Regions from separate parts of the Mus musculus genome. Here regions 2 and 3 are each linked to region 1. Evidence: chromatin contacts called from public Hi-C and HiChIP or PLAC-seq data. All regions are on one chromosome and are shown on one strand. The core of a region is the stretch at or near the end of the contact, and the rest is flanking DNA. Distances in the headings are between cores, read along the strand shown. Region 1 holds the start of Tiam1 (T cell lymphoma invasion and metastasis 1). Region 2 has its middle 4.9 kb from the start of Gm10789. Region 3 has its middle 37 kb from the start of Gm10789.

Evidence for each region. Hi-C and Micro-C count contacts between places; a contact is called where the count stands out from the background. HiChIP or PLAC-seq counts read pairs in DNA pulled down with a chosen protein or histone mark.
Region 2: a contact with region 1 is called in an H3K4me3 HiChIP or PLAC-seq map of bone marrow-derived macrophages, with 3 times the contacts expected there. The contact joins the enhancer-like site here to the promoter of Tiam1 in region 1. A contact is called at or near these places in 6 of 39 promoter capture datasets (the 3T3-L1 cell line, cranial neural crest, frontonasal cranial neural crest and 3 more), 2 of 15 datasets of contacts at CTCF or cohesin (embryonic stem cells and large pre-B cells), 33 of 484 Hi-C or Micro-C datasets (the Ba/F3 cell line, CD4 T cells, the G1E-ER4 cell line and 13 more), 33 of 115 datasets of contacts at active chromatin or transcription factors (the HPC-7 cell line, the NIH/3T3 cell line, T-cell acute lymphoblastic leukemia and 20 more) and 5 of 9 other capture datasets (adipose tissue, embryonic stem cells, liver and 2 more).
Region 3: a Hi-C map of epidermal suprabasal cells shows a contact between it and region 1, with 2.6 times the contacts expected there. The contact joins the enhancer-like site here to the promoter of Tiam1 in region 1. A contact is called at or near these places in 8 of 484 Hi-C or Micro-C datasets (Th2 cells, bone marrow-derived macrophages, cerebellum and 3 more), 5 of 115 datasets of contacts at active chromatin or transcription factors (craniofacial prominence, embryonic basal ganglia, embryonic hindbrain and 2 more) and 4 of 9 other capture datasets (adipose tissue, embryonic stem cells, liver and 1 more).

Annotation. Positions count from the first base shown.
Region 1 is chr16:89,958,824-89,962,590 of GRCm38.p6, reverse strand. It overlaps Tiam1 (T cell lymphoma invasion and metastasis 1), which reads left to right and starts at 1,764. Exons shown (of 28, transcript NM_009384.3): 1 at 1,764-1,914.
Region 2 is chr16:90,135,442-90,139,208 of GRCm38.p6, reverse strand. It overlaps a transcript of Tiam1 not described here. Among named protein-coding and RNA genes, the nearest start is that of Gm10789, 4.9 kb to the left of the region's middle. Within about 2 kb of position 1,833, at least 48 of the 459 cell types and tissues checked have an H3K27ac peak or open chromatin away from gene starts, as enhancers often do. A contact at or near this core is called in T-cell acute lymphoblastic leukemia, bone marrow-derived macrophages and thymic regulatory T cells, where this site is marked.
Region 3 is chr16:90,103,016-90,106,782 of GRCm38.p6, reverse strand. It overlaps a transcript of Tiam1 not described here. Among named protein-coding and RNA genes, the nearest start is that of Gm10789, 37 kb to the left of the region's middle. Within about 2 kb of position 1,807, at least 30 of the 459 cell types and tissues checked have an H3K27ac peak or open chromatin away from gene starts, as enhancers often do. A contact at or near this core is called in epidermal suprabasal cells, where this site is marked.

The DNA of each region.
Region 1 (3,767 bases), core at 515-3,014:
TACCAATATCATAAAGATTAGCTAGACACGTCTTATGTGTGGGGGCACATATCTGTCATGTTTAAAACTCATGGTTTCCACCACACTAACTCTGATCACTGTTTCTCTGGGAGTTATAATGCGTTTGTGTAACTGTGTGTATGTGTGTGATCATGTGTGTGTGCCTGTGTATATGTGTGTGTTTATGTGTGTGTACCTGTGTGTATGCGTGTGTGCTCGTGTGTACCTGTGTGTATGTGTGTGCTTATGTGTACACATGTACCTTTTCATTGTGGTGTTAGTCTGAGGAGGTCAGAGGCTGACCTCGGATGTCTCTTCAGGGTTTCTCCACTTTATGATCTTGGGGCTCACAGTCACCTCTACTGGCCAGCAATCCTTGTCTTCATAATACTAGGGCTACTGGCGAGTGCCAGCCAGTATGCTTGGATGTTTTGGATCAGGTCCTCTTGTCTGCTTGGCAAACACTGTAGATCCCTTTCTTACCAATGGCTTCCTGCCTGCCTGCCTGCCTGATTCCGGTTGGTGTTCGAGTCACTGTAATCCCTTTAATGATTATTGCATTTCTATTTTTGTGGTCCATATATTTGAGGAAAGTCCCTTGCGTGGGGACAGGGGTCTTCTTTATCTCATTTATATGAGGACACTGTTGCTGTCTTCAGACACACCAGAAGAGGGCATCAGATCTCATTACAGATGGTTGTGAGCCACCATGTGGTTGCTGGGATTTGAACTCAGGACCTCTGGAAGAGCAGTGATGCTCTTAACCTCTGAGCCATCTCTCTAGCTCCAATATCTTTGACTTTTGCTACAGCTAACAACCTTATACAGTGATAATGCTTTATTCACCTGTCAATCTCAGCCACGACTGCTGCAGCCATGTCAGAAAAGCTCTCTGCTTTGTGCTGCAGATACCCGCCTTCCTACATCATGATGCTTCCTTCCTCTGACCGGCCACACCCGAGGCTTCTTTTTATCACTGGCCATTAGAAGTTTTATTTAATGAAACTAATGTTTGGAAACCAAGGTGGAGCCAGGAGAGCAGTACTCTTTGGAGTGAGGGAGAAGGAAGTTAGTGGGTTTCCTCTGCAATTTTTAGAAACTGTCCTATAAATGTTGTTCATGGGAATCAAACATATGGCCGCTTTGTGTTAGAGGGCCAGCGAGAGAGAACTTCTGGAGGATTTTCTGCACTGTGTTAGCAGTTAGCACTGGTTTTAAAAAGGTTTTTGTTTTGTTTTTGTTTTTCTCCTTTCTCCCTTGTCCGATTTCTATGTTTAAACAAGTGTTTAGGAATTACGTCTCTGTCTAGCAAACCATCCAGGGTTCCGCTCCTGTGGGAGCAGGTAAGGAGGTGTAGTTATCCTTTAGGAGATACCAAGATATCTGCAGGTGACAGCAAACAAGAGCCTATGCTTTGCACAGAGAGCTCAGTTTCACTTGTAAAATAGTTAAGATCCTATAGGGAGAAATCTCAAGGATGTGGCGGAGCAGGGTGCTGGAACTGAACGACAGCCAGCAGAGTCCTCAGCTAGGCAAAGGAACGCCAAAGGCGAGAATTTAATTGAAGAAAGGGGCGGAGAGGGAGGCGAGGATGGAGGAGGAGGGGAGGGAAGAGGAGGAGGAGGAGGAGGAGGAGGAGGAGGAGGAGGAGGAGGAGGAGGAGGAGGAGGAGGAGGAGGAGGAGGAGGAGGAGGAGGAGAGGAGGGAGGTGGAGGAGGAGGAGCCGCCGCCGCCGCCGCCGCCCTGGGCCCTCTCCAACACACCCAAATGACCAGATTCATCATAGCACGAAACTTCACAAGTTACACCCACTCCCTCGCCGGCAGCGGGGAAGGCTACAGCTTCCTGATTTCAGTTACTGGAAGTTGGAGAGATGGAAAGGCGGCCGGGAGTGTGAGCCTCGCTGAGCAGCGGGTGAGCTTCGGAAAATTCAATCCACTTTCTACCCGCAGTCTTCTGGTGCTGGGTACTCGGGGAAAGCTGCTGCGTGAGGCTGTGCCGAGGATGGGTGGGAGCCCCGGAACTCTTTACTGTGGTCTGGGGCTGGGAGACTGAATGGCCAGAGTCCTGGCACTGCTTAGTTTCTATGCTGCACCCAGAGCGCCGCGCTTCTCAGTTGTGCTGTGAGAAGCAGTCTGCCACGCGGGTTCTGACTCTCCGGGAAAAGAGGCTGGAAAACTTCATCAGTTTCTCTTGCCTAAGCGAGGATCATTGTATGAGAGAAACGGGAAAGAGGCAGTGAGATTGATCTTGACACCCACCAGGGATGCTTCCTGCCTGAAACCCACCGTGCTGTGTGAGCCTCGGGCGATTAGGCGGTGTATGGGGTAGGGTGGGTGGAGGGAATGCGAAGGAGAGGGCTGGGATTCTAGGCTGGGCTGGTTTCCTTGGGTGGGGGTGGGGGTGTTCTGAAGCTTTGGCTCCTGACCAACACCTGGATGGGACTTCTGGAATGAGGGTCTGGAAGTCTCGAGTTTTCCCACTAGTTTTGCAATTAGGCTAGTTGGGCTAAAAGCCCCTTTGGCATGGGGAAAGGGGGAGGGGGAGAACTGTTTGTTTATCTGGAACTTCATTTTTGATGTGAGTTTTTCTGCCGCAGCTGGTTGATCTGATTCATTGCCTAATCGAATTTGGGGTAGAGTGAAGAGAGGAAGTTTGGCTGAAGGGTGGCACCAGGTTTGGGGTCTTTGTAAGAGACAATATCCTAGCAAAGCATAAACTCGGACCCCCACTCCCCCTGCTCCGCCCCCCCCCCCCATCCTGATTTTTGTTTTCAGCACACTTTCTTGGGTATGTGGTCTTTGATTGCTGTGTGAAGTCAAAGGAAGTTTTGAGGCTGACATACCTGTTTTGCATATTTCGGATCTCATCAGTGATTTGGTGATGCATTGGAGCCAGGATCTTATATGTTTGTTACTAGCTAATCCTTCATGAAATTACTTTTATAGTAAGAAAGGTAACTGCGATGGCTGGCTCTTAGGTTTGTAACTACCTATCCATTTTGCAACAAACTCCTAGTTTGAAGAGAGTGGAATGGGAGGTGTTCTTAGCTGATCTGGTCATTTTCCTAGTGTCAGATAGGATGGCTCGGCTGTCTCTTCCACTCTGGTATTGCGAATCTGGGAAGCAGGCTGCCGGGAACCTTCTGCTCCCTTGAGGGGTAAAGATCTACATGTAAAGGAACGACTCTGTGACCAAACTAGACCTGGCGGGGGTGGGGGTGGGGGTGGGGGTGGGGGACGGACAGGTGGCATGGCCCAAGCTGTCACACCTGCTAGCTCTTCTGTGGATCCAGAACCAGCTCAGTAGGGAGGTGGCTGTGGGCACGGTGTTGTTGCACCTACTTCTGAGGAACCGGTTGTCTGCCGCTCTGCAGGAGGCAGCTGAACTGGATCTTGTGATGGCCAGGGCAACACTGAGTAATGGATGCGATTCATGGAACAGTAACCCGGAGAGAAAGGGGGAGAGAAAGGGGAAGCTGCGCGGCGAGTGACAGATGAAGTGCTCGCTGTGGGTGGACACAGTGGACGGAGCTGGGGTTGACTCTGCTGTAGGACCCCTAAGTGTCTGGAAAGCTCCAGCTCTTGTGTGGTGGTCTTCTTTTGGCCCCCTCCCCCTCCTTCCTGGTTTGCCTCTGTTTGCTTTATATGCTTTTAAAGTTCTGAATACAGTTTGTTACAGATCTATAGGACCACTGACATTGTTTGTTTTAGTAACTAATTTTCATTGGAAGTTTCCCAGTTCTTGTAAGGTTTAAAATATATTGG
Region 2 (3,767 bases), core at 584-3,083, 180 kb before region 1:
GTCTTACCTTTTAAATAGCTTTTATTAAAGTATGTGGTTGTGACTATTCTATTTATTTGTTTTTGAAGTCATGGGATTCCAACCCAAGGCTTTGCATAAGCTAAGTTTTACCACTAAGCCACACCCTTGGACCAATTGTCTTAGTTACTGTGATTTCTTCCTGGCCCCTTCTTTCTCTCTGAGTTAGGACTCTTACTTTGAAACCCTGGATGTGTCGGAACTCACAATGTTCCTGTGTAAATGTGTACAAGACATTAATAATTAGGCACAGTTCCCCCTTCTATACACTTCTCAACCTCTGTCACCACCACTGTCAGCAGTCAGCCAGGTGCTCACCTTTAGTCCTAGCCCTTGGGAGGCAGACACAGATAGATCTCTGTGAGCCTGGTCTACACAGTGCGTTTCAAGACAGCCAGGGCTACAAAGAGAAACCCTGTCTTGAAAATCAACTATTCCTGGCTCTGTAGTGAATTTCTTTTCTTTTTTTTCTCCCGCCCCATGTAGTGAATTTCTTATTGTGTCTTGTTTACAGATGAAATGTGGCATGGGTCTGTATTGTTGGAACCGACAGTGTGTGTGTGTGTGTGTGTGTGTGTGTGTGTGGTTGTATCCATGGATCTACAGGTCAGTCTGGTTTGGAACAATCCTTGGGCCTGAGGTCTTGGAGCTAGTTTAAGGAGACTTGCTGTGTACAGTTTGTGAGGGAGGGGCTACAAGGCTGCAGCAGCGGGCCTGAGCCCCCGCCTGACGCCTGGCATGGCGTGGAGCGGAGGGTCTCCTAGGCTAACGACTTTCAGTTGCATTTCCTTAGGAGCCCCAAACGCACTTCTGCCGCAGTGGGGGAAGACAGGATATCCTGTAGAAACAGGCTGCCTTTGTGAAATCTGCCACCCCTGGGGACCACTTCCATCTCCCCTGCCACTCTCCCATCTTCCTTAGAGCTCTGAACCTCGTCAACACAGATCAAGTCTGCCTCCTGCTCCAGATTTCCTGCGTCAGCTCTGCGGAGGTGAGAATAGGCCCAGCAACCTGGCAGGTCGGCCCAGGGAGGTGGAAGGTCGTCAGGATGAGGCCCAGTCTAGGAGTGTTCCCGGTGGAGGTCTGGGGGCTGTGGAGATGGAGTCGGTGAGGAGGAGGGCAGGAGGTGGAGATGTGCTCATCTGAACTGGTGTCTGAGCGGCCATGAGGGAAGGGTGGGTGCTTTGCAGGCTGTTCCTGTCCCCCTACTTACTGGAAGGCTCCAGGGTCTGTGGGGAGGGATCTCAGGCTCAGGCCTGGCCTTGGCAGGTCATTTTTCAAACCTCACAACCTCTTCTCTGTGATATGCCGTATTATTGCCGTATTACCAGCCCTGTGGGTTGTCTTTGCTTGTTTGTTTTGAGTCATTCTTGCTCTGTAGCCTAGGCTGACCTTCTTCTCCTTGAGATTTTCCTGACTCAGCCTCCCAAGTGCTGGAGTTCCCTGATGTGTGCCACCACACTGGCTCAGCTCTGGGCTTTTGTCATCCACCGGCAGCACGGGGGTTGGATGGATTGTGTCCCTGGCTGCCCCCCACCCCAGGCGATGGTTTCCAGTGGGAGTTGTCTCTGGGGACTCCGGGGTTGGCTCCTGTTCCTTTTCAGGCACACAGATCGTGCGCTGTATTGCACAGGCTGCTTTTGAACTTACGACACTCACCTCAGCCTCTCTGGTGCTCGGATCACAGATCCGTGCCGCCGTGGACAGCTTAGCCTAGTTTTTCTTGCGTTTGTATCTGTGTGTCACGTATGCCTACGTGTGCCTTTGTGTTTGCACGTGTATGGGTGGGCTCATGGGTGTTCAGCTCTGCATGAGTTCTCGTGGGGAGACCGGAGATTGGCATTGAGTGTCTGCCTGACCACTTCCCGCTTTATTTATAACCAAGGCTTTGGTTAGTCAGCTAGCCTGCCCGCCTGCCCACCCGCCCGCCCGCCTGCCTGCCCGCCCGCCCGCCTGCCTGCCCACCTGCCCACCTGCCCGACTGCCCGCCCTCCGGCCCTGGGGAAGCCTTTGCTTTGTCTCTTCTATCCTTTGAGCACTGGGATCATAGGCCAGCTGTCACAGGTGGGCTTTTATGTGAGTGCCAGGAACCTGCAAATACTTTATTCACTGAGCCGTCTCCTGAGCCCCAGCATATCATCCCTTAAGCATCCTTCCTCTGGAAGCATGTGTCTGTAGTCCATCTCTCTCTCTCTCTCTCTCTCTCTCTTTTTTTTTGGTTTTTCAAGACAGGGTTTCTCTGTATAGCCCTGGCTGTCCTGGCACTCACTTTGTTGACCAGGCTGGCCTTGAACTCAGAAATCCACCTGCCTCTGCCTCCCGAGTGCTGGGATTAAAGGCATGTGTCACCACCGCCCGGCACTCTCTCTCTTCTTTTTTTAATGGATGGATAACATGCCATTGGTTGGCTACAGTGAGTTTTGTGTATTTTGACGGCCACTGGGGTCACTTTCACCTTTCTGCCATTGTGAGTGGTTGTGGCCATGACAGTAGTGTACCATTTGTTTGGCTTTTTAAAGTTTTCTGATCATCCTAAGAGTGGTGTCGCCAGGCCATATGACAGTTCTGTTTTCCTCTTTGGAGGACGCTTAGGCGAATTTCCAGAAGGGTTGCACTCTCTTGCCTTCCTATCCACAGGGCCTGAGATTTCAGGTTTCTCTCTGTCCTCAATGTCTTCTTCTATGTCCCGTAGCTGCTCCTTGGCTTTGATTTGCATTTCTCTGGGGATAATGCAGAGTGTCCTCTTGGTGCTCTGTGGCTAATTGAGTTTTGTTTTGTTTTTTTTTTTTTTTCCTCCAAAAACATCCACTCAGCTCATTGCTGATTCCTCCACTGGATCTTCCTCATTTAATTGCTGTAAGGATTCCTTATCGTTTATTTGTTCATTTGCTTGCTCTGAGTCCAGGACCCCCTGCGTGCCAGCCGGGAGAGCACCTTCCTTGCACCTGGGCCTGTCTCTGCATGCGTGCATGGTGCCATAGGTCTGACATGATTTCCATATATTTTCTCCATTCTGTGACAGTGATTTAATTTTCTTGATGGTCTTTGCATATTGTCCTTTTTCAAAACTGACAATAAAAAAATGTCTTCTTGGTCACAACTCTGTCAAAGCTGTTCTTCCACAGTGGAGTGAATTACTGGGTTTGTTTATTTATTTTCCCTGTGATTCTGGTTATATGACTAAGTTAAAGGTTGTGTTGAGGCACATAGAGAGCATTTTATTTTAAAATACTGACTGACTTACTGGCTGGAGAAGTGGCTTAGTGTTTGGACACAGGTTGCCTTTCCACAGGACCCCTCTCTCTGTTCTCAGCACCCAAATGGCAGGCAGCTCATCACTACATGGGACTACAATTCCCAGGGCACCTGACACCCTCTTGTGGCCTCTGAGGGTACCACGAGTGCATGTGGTGAAAAGAAATGCTCACTGGAAAATGCTCATACACACAGCATAATAAAATTAAATAAAAGGAACAATACTTTATCTTAAAATATCTGTCGGGCTGGGCAGATAGATTGCTTGGTGGGTAAAGTACTTGCCTAGCTAATGTGGGGATTTATTTATTGTTATATGTAAGTACACTGTAGCTGACTTCAGACGTACCAGAAGAGGGCGTCAGATTTCATTATGGGTGGCTGTGAGCCACCATGTGGTTGCTGGAATTTGAACTCAGGACCTTCGGAAGAGCAGTCAGTGCTCTTACCCATTGTGCCATCTCTCTAGCCCTAGTTGTGTGTGTGTGTGTGTG
Region 3 (3,767 bases), core at 558-3,057, 140 kb before region 1:
CACACACACACACACACACACACACACACACAGAGTCTGCTTGCAATCACTTATACTCCCAACACTTGCCAGGTAGAGGCAGCGGGATTGGGAGTTTAAGGCTAGCCTGGGTTATGTAATGAGACCTTGTCTCAAAAAAACCAAAGCAGAGCCAAACAGACGTCAGCAGCAGGGACAACCAAACCCAACCAACCCAACCCCTGGCATTCAACCAGGCTGGAATGGCGGCAAGGAGATTCTAGCTGGTAAACCTATAAAACCAGTGTCTTCTCTAGCATTTTCTTCTTCTGTTCCCCAGCGCCGAGGCAAGTCTCCATGTGTGCCTGCTGCTGGGCCACACGCACTGCCCTCCTGTGCACTGCTGACTGGGGCAGAGGCTAGACCACACACACTGCCCTCCTGTGCACTGCTGACTGGGGCAGAGGCTGGACCACAAACATTGTCCTCCTGTGTACTGCTGACTGGGACAGAGGCTAGACCACATGCACTGCCCTCCTGTGTACTGTTGACTAGGAGCAGAGGCTGGACCACACGCACTGCCCTCCTGTGTTCTGCTGATTAGGAGCAGAGGCTAGACCACAAACATTGCCCTCCTGTGTACTACTGATTAGGGGCAGAGGCTAGACCACAAGCATTGCCCTCCTGTGTACTGCTGATTAGGAGCAGAGGCTAGACCACAAGCATTGCCCTCCTGTGTCCTGCTGACTAGGGGCAGAGGTTCTTTTGTATGTTTCTACCTGCCCGTTCCAGCTGCCTCTTTAAATGGATTCTCAAATTAGATTTTCTTAAAACTGTTTTCCCTTACCCTGGCAACCAGGATGAAGCTCTTTTTTTTTTTTTTTTAAATAATTTAAGAATATTTCCTTTGTATTATTAAATCTTTTCTGCCCTTTTCTTCTTTGGAACTTTGGAAAATTTTAGAACCCAGGACTTCGCAGGATGTGCCCATATGATGAAGACTCCCATGCCTTGGTGACGAGTCTTGGTTAGGACTGATATAAAGTGGTTTTAGCTTGAAGTCCATGCCAGACATTCAGTACTTCATAATGTTTCCTGGTGTGGTTCCCAGAGTTCACGAATTCGATGTGGTTGTCCTACACTTTTCACAGATGGGCACAACTGAGGCACTGAGGTCATGATTCGGCCCAGGTGTGATTGCTGGTAGGTCGAAGCAAGAATCCCTTTGGCCCCTCACTTCAGACTTCCACTGTCTGGACTGTTCCCTAGTGGCCAGCCTGTCACATTCTAGGACTTAGGACCTACTTGAGGGCACCTTTTGTGGAGGGACACACAGTTAGACGCCTTTCCAAGAGGAAGGCCCTTTGGCAATTGAACCTTCTGAAGATGCTGGGTCTGGTTTGAGTGTTCCCGGAAGACGGGTCCGCTTTTCACTCTTTACAGCCTTTCTCCTAACATACGTGCTCAGAATAAACAAACACACACGTGTCTCAGGCCAGGGAAGGCTGGAGAAACGGGGAGTCAAGATGGGTTGGCTCCTGCAGGAGTTTGACAGGTTCTGCGAGCACCTAGGCTGGCCTGGAGAAGGAGCTGTTATTGCAGGTGGCACAGCTGCCCTGGGGAGAGGTACACGGAGTGCTGGCTTCTCACAAGGGAGGGGACTCTTGACTTTCTGTGGCAGCATGGACAAAGCATTGGGTGGGCTTGTTGCCCACCCCCTTCCCTCCCTCCCCCGCCCCATCTCCTTCCAGGTGTCTCCAGAGGTATAGGGGAGGGAACCTGGGGAGGGGATGAGGTAAGAGGCATACTGAAGGCGCCTGGTTATTTTTGCTTCCTGCCTGGGTGTGGGTGTTTGTGTTGACAGTGTCGGGGGAGGCATGATGGGTGCTGGAACACTTGGGTGCCTGTGGGGTGGGTAGGAGGTGGTGCTTGTGCCTGCCAGGCAGGTGACTTGTTGCTCACGTGGCCCTTAGGTTAGCCCTGGGGGGGCTTTACAAGACTGGGAGGGAACTGGGTTTGCTCCCCGGTGCTCCTCCGTATGACAGGCACAGAACTTTTCAGGACCGGAGAAGGTGACACACTCAGCTGCTATGGTGGCTCTGGAAGAGGTGGGTGATTCTGCCTAGAGTGACCCTGAACTTAGTTGGCCGGCCGAGGGGCTTGCCTGTTGATGAGAGTTTTCTAGCTCCACCCTGTAATGTTCAGACTTACAAGATACACGAGGGTGCTCACTCTGTGACTGTCTCCAGCTTGCTGGGCGACCTACTCTGAGGTGTTTGTGCTTACAGTGCAGTGTTGGGGGACTGCCTTTGTCAGAGCCCAGCATGGTCAACATCCTGTAGCAAGTCCCAAAAGCTTTCAGAACCCTTCCCCCACTTGCTCACCCACAGGGACAATGGAAAACTGCCCCTAGTGCATTTATTTAAAGACTAAATAACCCTCTAGGATATTGAGACTCCATTCCTGCCTGTGTTGGGATGTGGGTGGAGCTAAGGGACACACTGGTTCCAAATCAAGGCTCAGTTTCCAGCTAGGTCATTAAGGTAAGGGGCTCACTGGATAGAAATTTCAGGTTGGAACTGTGGTCTGGAATTCTGTCTCTTCACTCCCCATTCGGAGACAAGATACCCACGAAGCCTAGCCTACAATGTTTCCATGTTCCCTCCTGGCTAGGTCCTTAGGGCTGTGCTAATGAAGTGCCACAGATGGGACAGGTTTCAAAGGATAGAAATTGATTTCATAGTTCAGAAGGCTGAGATTGAGCTATCTGCAGAGCTACACCCCTCTAAAGCCCTGGGCAGGACTCCTGCCCTCCGCCTGCTGGGCCTCTCCTTCTTGCCTCCCTGCCATCACCTGGCTTTCAGGGGCTGTGGCTTTGCCTCCATCTTTGCATGCCCTTCCCAGGGTCTGCCTCTGGCCAGTTTCCCTGTCCGTGATGACACCAGTTGTTGGAAGAGGGCCCATCTGAATTCACTATGATGTCATTGCAATTTCTGCCAAGATTTTATTTCAGAGAAAGTCACATTTATGGTTATAAGGGGTTAGAATTTCAACCTGTCTTTTAAAAAGTCTTCTTTTTAGATTTGTTTATTTTTATTGACTGCAAAAGGGTGTTTGGCCTGCATCTGTGTCTGTGCATCTTGTGTGTGCAGTGTCTGTGGAGGGCAGAAGAGGGTGTCAGTTTCCCGTTGGAACTGGAGTTATAGATGGAGTTATAGTTATACGCATCCTGTAGAAGAGCAGTCAGTCCTCCCAATCATTAAGTGCTCTCTCTCTCTCTGTCTCTGTCTCTGTCTCTGTCTCTGTCTCTGTCTCTGTCTCTGTCTCTCTCCCCTCATCTTGTCTTTTTGAGGCACACACAGTTAGCTTCCAGTAACTCCATTGTGGAGTCACCACTCCAGCCATCCCACACTGTGAGTCCCTGCTGTGAGCACTTTCACTATTGTCCGAGTGTCTGTCCCATTGCCCTGTAACCCACTGGTTCTCAGCATGTGGGTTCCAACCCCCCCCCCAAGGGATCACAGATCATGACGATTTATAACAGTAACAAAAAAATTAAAGTTATGGCGTAGTAATAAATAATTTTCTGGTTGGGGGTCACCACAACATGAGGAGCTGGACTAAGGAGCTGCAGCATTAGGAAGGCTGAGAAGACCTTGGCCTTTCTTAATACACGATTGGTTATATCCCCAGTACTGAATGCAAGAGTCGGGGGTTAATACATATTAGGCAAATCCAAATGATACCTTACTTTTCAAATCCACTGTAGCCGTGGAGCAGTGTGACATATGCTTTTGCTTTTTCGTCCA